Linked DNA regions of Nothobranchius furzeri: region 2 is linked to region 1. Evidence: chromatin contacts called from public Micro-C data. All regions are on one chromosome and are shown on one strand. Each heading gives the region's core, a stretch centred on a gene start, on an enhancer-like site or on the middle of the called end of the contact. The rest is flanking DNA. Distances are from core to core; before and after follow the strand shown.

Region 1 (4,571 bases), core at 1,168-3,667:
ACTGGCGGTTGGGTGGGTGGCATGCTGGGGGTCAAGGGAATCAGCTCTTATATCACAAAATCACTCCGAAGTCGTGTAAGAACACGTTGTGGATGTTTTCTTGGGAAGATGTTTGTGTCGCCTGTTCGATTTACACAGAGAGCAACCCAAAGGTCATAAGGTCATCAAATCCACCAGCAAGGATCTGCAGCGACAGCACACCCTGTTGTCACTCAGAACCTGGAGTTTATCTAAAACATGATCCATCAAAATAATCCCAAAACCTTCATTCAAACTTCTGAGAACACTTTCCCAGATCCTATTGTATTTTTGGAATCACCATACACAAACTTTTCTTTTGTTTGTCTCACAATGCTGCATCCTGTCCACGTTCCCAAACACACAATTCACATTTCCAAACATTAGGATTCAGTCGGAGGCGAGCAGAACAGTATTTACATAATCTGGATGCTGTCTCTCCTTTTAGTTGCCAGTGGCGATTTGTTTCAAATGTCCAAACAGCTCTGCTCTTTAACTTTAGCCAACAACTGCTGCAAAGAAAAGAGAACAACAGGTAGCAAGTTCTTAAATATCAATAAAGCCTCAGGGGAAGTATTTTAACTTTTTGGATGAACGCTTGCTAATAAAATAATCTGATTTAAAGGTCTAAATCTAAACAACGAAAGGATAAATTTGAGCATGGACGTGATTTTCACTTTAGAAGTGGGGGAGACATGGGGGGGGGGGGGGACTTTACAGTATGCTCTAATGGGAAACAGGCTTCAACACAAACAGTTGTTTTCCGCCTGGTCCTAGAGCTCAACCAGTGTCAATTTGATAAAGCATAATACTGTTTATTGATGGTAAAAAGTGCAGGGGTCAAAACTAGACTTTGGAAAAAGTGTGTGTGTGTGTGTGTGTGGGGGGGGGGGACATGCCCCCCCCCCCAAAAAAAATTACGTCCATGAATTTGAGCATCGCCATCTGTTTCTGAATATGTCTTTGTGCATCTTCTTGTGCATCAGCATGACATCACAGATAGAGAAGTGTGATCAGCCCTGAGCTGCAGCAGGCTGTTGGAGACATGTTCACTGGCACAACAAAGAGTCCCAAGGCGCAGGAGTGGCAGAGGCCCAAGATGGAATATAATAACAATGTGTCGCCTCAAGGCTCTTCATATATATATATATATATATATATATATATATATATATATATATATATATATATATATATATATATATATATATATATATATATAAGTTCCTCTGTATGGGATGGTTTTGTAACAGCGCCATCAGGTGATCAGTCCTGACAAGCCTCCACCCATTTAAGGTGACTAACTTTAAGTATTTGTTCATAACATCCCCTTCAGCGTCCTCTTTTCCTATACATAACCAAATATTCTCACAGATATTAACTAACAGTGAAATTGAAATGTGCTATGTGTGCATTTAATTTAAAATCCTCTTATTCCAACACTTCAAGTTCATTAATTCAACTTTTTAAAGCTCTATTCGCTCATCCAGATCCTCGGAGTTGATTACGCACAGCGTAAAAAGGGCCAAGTCGTTTCTATTTTTGTCATACTCTAAATAAATACGTTTCTGTTAACACAGCCTGTTTTTTTTATTAAAGAGTGATTCACAAACTGCATTGACGCTTGTGTCCTGTCATACAGAATAAGAAATACGCCCGCGGCGAAATTACTTCACAATGGCGTCTTTCATTAGGATCTGGGGCAGTTGGGGGGAGGAATGAAAAGGAGAAAAGCGGAGTTCAAATTGCGTTTAAAAACGAGCAAAAACGCGCGTTTAACTAAGTTGGGAGCAACTTGAAACAGCGGCGGCGACACAGAAGAGGATTCTGATTTCCCTTTGGAGCTGAAACGCGCCAGGAGCGAATTCACGCGGCGGAGTGTTTGCTTCGACTAAATCGCTGCAGTCCGCTTCTGAGGAACCGTAGACCCCCGTGCTGCTGACAGACGCTTAAACGCGCTCAGTAAAAACCACGGAACATTAAGCCAGGAAGTGGTTAAATATTCTTTATGAAGTGTACCGCTCGGATCGTTTGGCACATGCGTAAAAGCTGCTGCGCCTCACCGTCCCAGTCCATCCGACCTCGGAAATACCAGCAAAGAAAAGAAATCTTCGCTTACCTGAAACATAGAGCTGCACAAAGTGGGGGTTTGTGCACCTTTTCCCTCTGATTTGGCCCACGATCTGCCTCTCTTCCTACACCAGCGAGAAATGCAATAGCTTGGCTTAGGTAGACAGAACAAAATACAGAGAATACTTGCTCCAGGGCTCCGAAACCCCTCAAGGCAAAGATCAGGATACAATTAGCTCATGTCTCAGCCCCAGTCTAAACCAATATGCGCCTTACGACTGCGAGCGAACAGCCGCAGTGCCTCATAGTCTTTGTTTAAGGTAATGCTTTTAGAAAAATCAAATAAACATATATTTTTCCTGCATTTACAACACCCTCACCCTCTGCTTCTAACTTGCCTCCTTCTTGCAGAGAAGCTGATTTTAATCGTTATGATTAGTTTTGATGTAACGCTCCCTTGGGCGATTTCTACAAATGGATGGAGTGTTTTTCTTTTTTGCCAGAGAGGAAAAGCATGAGATGACGATAATTATATAGATTGTTGTTGGAGTTCTTTGATTTCCCCCTCCTCTTTTCCTCCTCTTCTCTCAGAACTTCTGCTTTTCCTCTCCATCACCATCATCATCATCGTCATCATCAGAGAACTTGTTCATGGGAGCCAAAATGCACTTATTTAACAGAAAGGTGGTTGGTGAAATTCCCCTTTCCTTGCATCTCTTTTGCAATCTTATTTTTTCCCCAGCTTCTTTCCCTATTTTGGACATCCTCCAAATGACGTAGTTGTATAAATAAGTACTTGCAGCTTGCCTTGCCTCAATCAAGTCTGAATCAGTGCCTGGGGGTGATGTGGGAGCTCATTTCAAATGTTCAACCATGCATGATTTCAGCAAGATTGAGGCACTTCTGAGGCTTTTAGAATTACTTGGGGGATGAATACAGTGAAGGCATCACTGTTTAAAGTCATGTTTAAGTCAACAATTATCCTGTCTGACTTATGAGCACCAAGTTGTTCACATATGGATACAAAATGGACAGTTTTACATTCTAAAGTTATTCTCAGGCCATACACAAGGCTGAAATACCTCTAACGCCCCCTACTGTCTAAAACACCAACTTGTTTTTTTCCTCCTGACATTACAGCAGCTGCAGCAATGAATAAAAGTTAATAATTGAAGTAGTACTCAAGATCAGAGACAGAATATTAGCATTTATTTTGCCACAGTTAAACATTTCAGATCAGCAGACAGAGTTTAATATCAAAGATAACCCTTACCATTACAAAACAGTTTTCCAATTAAGATTTAAAATGACAAGCAAATGATCACTTTTGTTCTTTACAGAATTGTTTGAAAGAGGCCTTCACTCATTCATTTGCAGTGGTCTCCAGTAGGAAAAAAAATGCCTTGTAAGTCATACTCTGTGGGGGAAAAAAAGCTCTAGTGCACCTGTTTCAGCATGGATAATTTAGTCAGAGGAGAAAGTAGCTTCAGACGGCAGGATTTGGAGTTGTATTTCCTGATATTTGTATTTCTCGCCTCAGACTGACTAACAGTAGCACAATTACCACTGACTGTTTGCTTTGTGTCGATCGCCCTATGATGGATTAATCTATGAATGTTAAGTGACAGTGTGACGTAGATCTGTCTCTTTGTACATTCATCCTTGGTTCTTCTTTTTTTTTTTGCTGTGTTAAAATAAAAGAACCAAGTAATGCAGGTAAATCTGTCAGGCTTCTCAAATCCTAGAGTTGCTCCATCTATTTTAAATAAGAAGCTACTGCAGGAGATAGGTGTAGGACACCATTTTCACGTTCAGGCTTCATGTTAAACTCTGAGTCAAAATAAACAAGTAAAAACTGTTTTTTCAGGAAGGACCTCTGTAACGCAGCCTCACTGAAATTTTTTTTCCAGGAGGATTTTCTGGTACAGAGAGGAACTCATGCTTTTATCAGTCACAACAAGTAGTCCAGGTCCTGAAGCCCCAAACTATTACACTACCACCACCATGTTTGACTGTTGGTAATATGTAGTTTTTTTGAAATTCAGTGTTAGATCATGTACAACGCATAGCAGGGTTTTTGTAAAACTCATCTAAAAAGGAAGGTTTGGGTCCACACAACCTTGTTTTCAGCAAACAATTAAATAAAATACATTCATGCCAAGCCTGTGGGCAGCAGTAGTTCCCTAAATCATTGGTGCCAAAAAAATAAAATAAAATAAAAAATGCGTTTCTTGCACCTGGAATGCCTAGGTGGTGGGCAATAACCGTCCTTAAGGTTGTAATTTGCCTGTGGTCTTCTACATGGAGCGGTGACTGAGCTTGTAAAGATAAGCTAGTGAGTGTAAACGCAGGTTTCACATGTGACGTCAGAGCATTTTTGTCGTGAGCAGTGATGTTGCGAAACCTAAAACCCTGATTGTTTATGTCCTCAAGTAAACGCTGACAACAAAGAATTTGTAAATGTCCACTTTGGTCAAAGTTTT
Region 2 (4,750 bases), core at 580-3,079, 42 kb before region 1:
CTGTCAAAGTGTGTTGGGTCATAAAAGGCTACGCTCTCAACACTGTCCCTTTTCTGCTTGTCACATGTCGACAGTCTTACACACACACACACTATTTGTGTACAGCAAATTGGCCTGCCTCTGCTTTATGCCCTTTGGGGTTTTGCATCAGTATGAAGAAAAGTTTGGTGAAATTGGCATGCGGGCTTACACATCCATAAGTGATCCAAATATGTTTTCTTTTAATGCTCTCTTTTAACTTTTAGCTCCAGGGATAGATTTTGAATATCCCTCCATTATCTCATATCACACATCTTATCTCCTCTGTCCTTAAATCTCCTTCCCTTTTCTTTCCCAGGCTTGCACCCCCCCCCCCCCCCACTTTTATCCCACAGAGCAACATGTGCGTCTGAGTAACAGACACCAGCAGCGTTTAATGCTGCCACTACCGTCGTGTTCCCCCTGAAAGGTGCTGGCATATTAACCGTTTGCATGAAGAGACTAAAGACACGGTTTAGAGTTACGCCTTCACCTGTCAGTGGTTTCTGCCTCCCAGAAGAATACCCAGAGTGCCTCCTTCTCTAATTGAAAGTAGACACCATCGGCCCAGACAGGGAGAACAGGAGAGACGAGGAGGGCTTGAGCAAAATGAGAGGGAGAGGCACAAAAGAGCAGACAGAGTTAAGATAAACAATTCGCAGGATGCTGCGGGCCAAAAGCGAATGGCCCTGGGGCTCCGTGGCCTCTCAGGGCCGTGGCAGGAGCCAGTCACACACATCACATAGCATTACTTATGGTGGGGTTACAGCAAAATGTCAGCCAACGCATAAGAAGGAACCATCGGCCCATAGGATAATGTGAGTGCCTGGGGGAGGTGCAATCTTTCATTCCCACGAGTCCTCTCTTTCCACCCACACCCTCTTTTCATTGTATTTTTGAATCTATTTCTCTTTCCCCAGATAACTCATGTTTTTTAATTTTGATTATTGTAAACGAAAGCTACTGAAGACTTTATTTTCTCCCAGCGCTTCCTCTTCTACCCTTCTGGGAATTTCACAGTCCATCGGTTTGAAGCATGGCCTTTGATATCTTGATTTGTGTCCTCAGACAAATCCCTCCCCTTCCGGTTGTGCTCCTGTGGCAGATGTAGACGATCCAGGATCAGGAGAGCAATAAGGAGCATCTTTAAGAAATCGTTTCATTAACGTGGATGCTCACGCTTTCTGAAACGGCTGTTTAATGTGAGTTTTGCTGTAAAATCGCCCGCCCTGTTGTTCCTGGAGCCTTAAAGTGTGTGTGTGTGTGTGTGTGTGTGTGTGTGTGTGTGTGTGTGTGTGTGTGTGTGTGTGTGTGTGTGTGTGTGCAGCTGAGAGTGTGTGCATTAGCTAAAGACAGAGAGAAGGATGGGAAGAGCTAAAGAAAGAGACAGCAAGAGAGTTCAGCGCAGATATCTGAGTGCGTCTGACAGAGAGGACAGCCCTGCAGGCAGGTCCCAGCCCCTCAGCACCAAAAATGACACATGACTGCGTTGACTTTTGTCATCCCCTGTCTCGCTACGCCCCCAAACCCACGCCTGCAACAAACACAGAGGCAAGTGCACACACACACACTCGAAGACACACAGCCGCACACTGTATACTGCTTAGATTACATTATCCTTATCCCCAGGACACGAGCCCTCCTTGTTGGATGACATTTGGGCTTGTGCAGCAGTAAGGTTACCTTTCTTTGCCCCTGAGTTAAAGATGCCTGTCTGCAGCATGCATTTGAAATGAACGAGGGGGTGTGTGGATCAGATGAGAAAGATTTCCAAAAGCACTTTGATCAGAGGCATCAACAGTCACGCACAAACTTGTTAAGCAGTATGTAAATTTGGGCTGATACTGAATAAAGTTGCCAGAATGGCATGAATCCATTGTGCTGCGATGATCAAAATAAAAGAGGGCTTCAAACGCTGGAGGGCAAGAAAGTCACAGACATGAAGGTTTTTTTTTTCCTTCCTCTTTTTTTTCTACAAAGGGGCTGATGTGATGCAGAGAGGAGAGAAGAAGGGGAGGGAAATGAAAGATAGGGGGAAGCCTGGAAGGATCTCAATCTAAATTAGCCGGGTGGAAGGAAGACTATGCTGAGTGAGACATATAATTAAAACCAAAGCGATGAAAACATCAGCACTCATTCAGTCACTCGCTAGATGGATTTCTAAAATTCGCCACGGGGATGATCTGGAAAATGATTCAAAGCTAAAAGGTGAATCTCACCTATTGCACGCACACACACACACACACACACACACACACACACACACACACACACACACACACACACACACACACACACACACACACACACACACACACACACACACACACACACACACACACACACACACACACACACACACACACACACACACACAGTTTTGCTCGTTGCAGGTCTTCCTGTCAAAACCTCACTTCATCCACCTCTCCCTGTTTCTTTCTCCCTCCCTTGTTTTCTCTCCCCCTTCTCCAGCTGACATCTAGAGATGAATAGACACTGTCAAAGGGAGTCTTGTAGCCTGTCAGTTTTTAAACAAACAGTTAGCAAAAGGAACAGTTTCACATAAAAACCTCCCAGTCTGAGATGAGGTTATCAGCTTTAGGTTGTTGTTTCCTGTGTGGGAAGACTCGCCCCGCGAGTGCAGGAAGAAATACGACCTCACACAGGAACCAGTCTCATGCCTGGTCGTATACGCTTAAATTCATTTGGTTGTTAGTAGCACCGTTTCCCCCCTAAGATGCCAATAATTCACAAAAAGAACACAAAATGATCATTTTAAACTTGATTAAGAAGTAAACAGGATTTAATGAATGTTTAATGAAGAATAAAGTGAGGGGCAACAACCTTTACATATAATAATAAATCCAAATGATGCATTGCTAGATCTGCTATATTAAAAATCTGTCTAGAAGTTATTTGAAGTGAGCCCTGAGAGTGACTTATATAACTTATGATCGTTGCTACTTAAACAGTCAGTTTGCACATTTAAAATCGGGGCTCTGCAAAGTAATTAACAATTTGCCTGTTTTTGGCTTTATTTTAAAGTTTAGGTGCTAGGACTGACAAGCTAACAGCTAGTTAATTAGTTACTATCTCTTTAAAGCAGCATAAATCTTATTTAAACCTCAATATTCTGACATCATACGCTACTGGGGCTGCTCAATAAACAAAGTCAAAGTTTATATTTGTTTTCCTTGGGAAATAATAGTTGTGGACAGAGAGGTGACACCAGGGGTGAGAATCGAAACTGGTAGTTGTTGAGAACGGGTTCCCACTGTTTCCATTTTTGCAAACAATTCTCTTATCTATTCCAGTCAGCGTGATTGATGTCATCACTCACGTTGCGTAGCTTACGTATTTACTCAGCAGGAAACATGGTCCTAAGCGGCACAGACGCTCAAAAGTTTGGTGATACATTTTGACAAAATATGACAACAGGGCAACTCGAATACTTGTAAAGTAGATATTTCATCATAGGGAGTTAATGTTGTGTTTTTGACCTGTGCTGCTGCGTGAATTTCAACACAGCAGCACCAGTAACATTTGCACACCCTCTCCTGTTACTGCAGATAACTAATCAGCTAACACTGCTTATCATATTAGCGTCGTTTGTCTTATATACACACCTCCACACTAGCAAACTCCAGCGACTAAAGTCGGACCTATAGTGAGATTTTTTCAATCTTGCAAAAGCCACAGCAAGAAGCTGACTCTTTTGGAAAGATCTTTCCAACTGATACTAGGTACAATTGATTATTTATCATTAATAAACTGACAGTTATAATGCAGGAGGTCGTGTGCAATTAGTTTTTTGCCACCTATTGAAATACGCAGGAATTGATAAGATATTGATAAAGGTTTGGAATGATAGAATCGACAATGCCACCCCATAGGTGACACTGCACACGCATTCTTTTTTGTTTTAATAGTGAGGATACCAAACCAACATATTAAAGACCAAGCCCACTTTTTTGTTCATTACATTTGCAGTAGTCTCTAGAATAAATGAGTGAGTCCATCTCAATGGAAAAAAAAAAACAAGCTCTTGCAGTTGTGTTTCAGGAACTAGAAGTAAAAGATGACCTGTATTTGTGTAGCACCTTCTTATAGTTCTACAACCCCCCAAGGAGCTTCACAACAGTCATTCACCCACTGACACACTGGTGGGGATGAGGTATGATGTAGCCACAGCTGCCCTGGGGCACACTGGTAGAGGGGAGGCCTGTTGAACACTGGCGCCACCGGCCCCCCCCCAACCACTACCAGCAGGCAAGGCAGGTCTTGCCCGAGGACACAACAGCAGCAATGTGACTCTACCACTGACTGTTTGCAACATTGATGATTTATCTCCACCAATAACACATGACTGAAGGAGTTTTGCCAAGTTGTGCAGTTGCTAATGCTAACCGTTAGCTCCTAGTCGAGACGCGTTTTGTTCTCTCCTACACGCTAAACTGTGAAACCAACTGTCACTCATTGGGTGTGAGACACCTGCAGCTTACTGTATTCACACGCACTCACACCACACCTCCATGGTCGACTGGGACAAAACACATTGTGGAGTTGCTAATGCTAATGGCTAGCTTCTTCTAGCCAGGACTTGCTCTGTTCTCTCTTGGAAGCTAAATCAACAACAGCCTTCCCCATCGCATCGAATAGGTGAATCCATGAATGCTACTTTAGCAATGTGACTTGGAATTGACTGGCTTTTCTAATCTGAGCATTTCCCCGT

The links. Hi-C and Micro-C count contacts between places; a contact is called where the count stands out from the background.
Region 2: a contact with region 1 is called in a Micro-C map of tail fin, with 14 times the contacts expected there. The contact joins the enhancer-like site here to the promoter of kctd1 in region 1. A contact is called at or near these places in 2 of 2 Hi-C or Micro-C datasets (skeletal muscle and tail fin).

Annotation. Positions count from the first base shown.
Region 1 is chr11:52,380,442-52,385,012 of NfurGRZ-RIMD1, reverse strand. It overlaps kctd1 (potassium channel tetramerization domain containing 1), which reads right to left and starts at 2,417. Exons shown (of 5, transcript XM_015956834.3): 1 at 2,138-2,417. The coding sequence starts at 2,146.
Region 2 is chr11:52,421,215-52,425,964 of NfurGRZ-RIMD1, reverse strand. No RefSeq gene overlaps it. Among protein-coding and RNA genes, the nearest start is that of psma8, 15 kb to the left of the region's middle. Within about 2 kb of position 1,829, at least 1 of the 3 cell types and tissues checked has an H3K27ac peak or open chromatin away from gene starts, as enhancers often do. A contact at or near this core is called in tail fin, where this site is marked.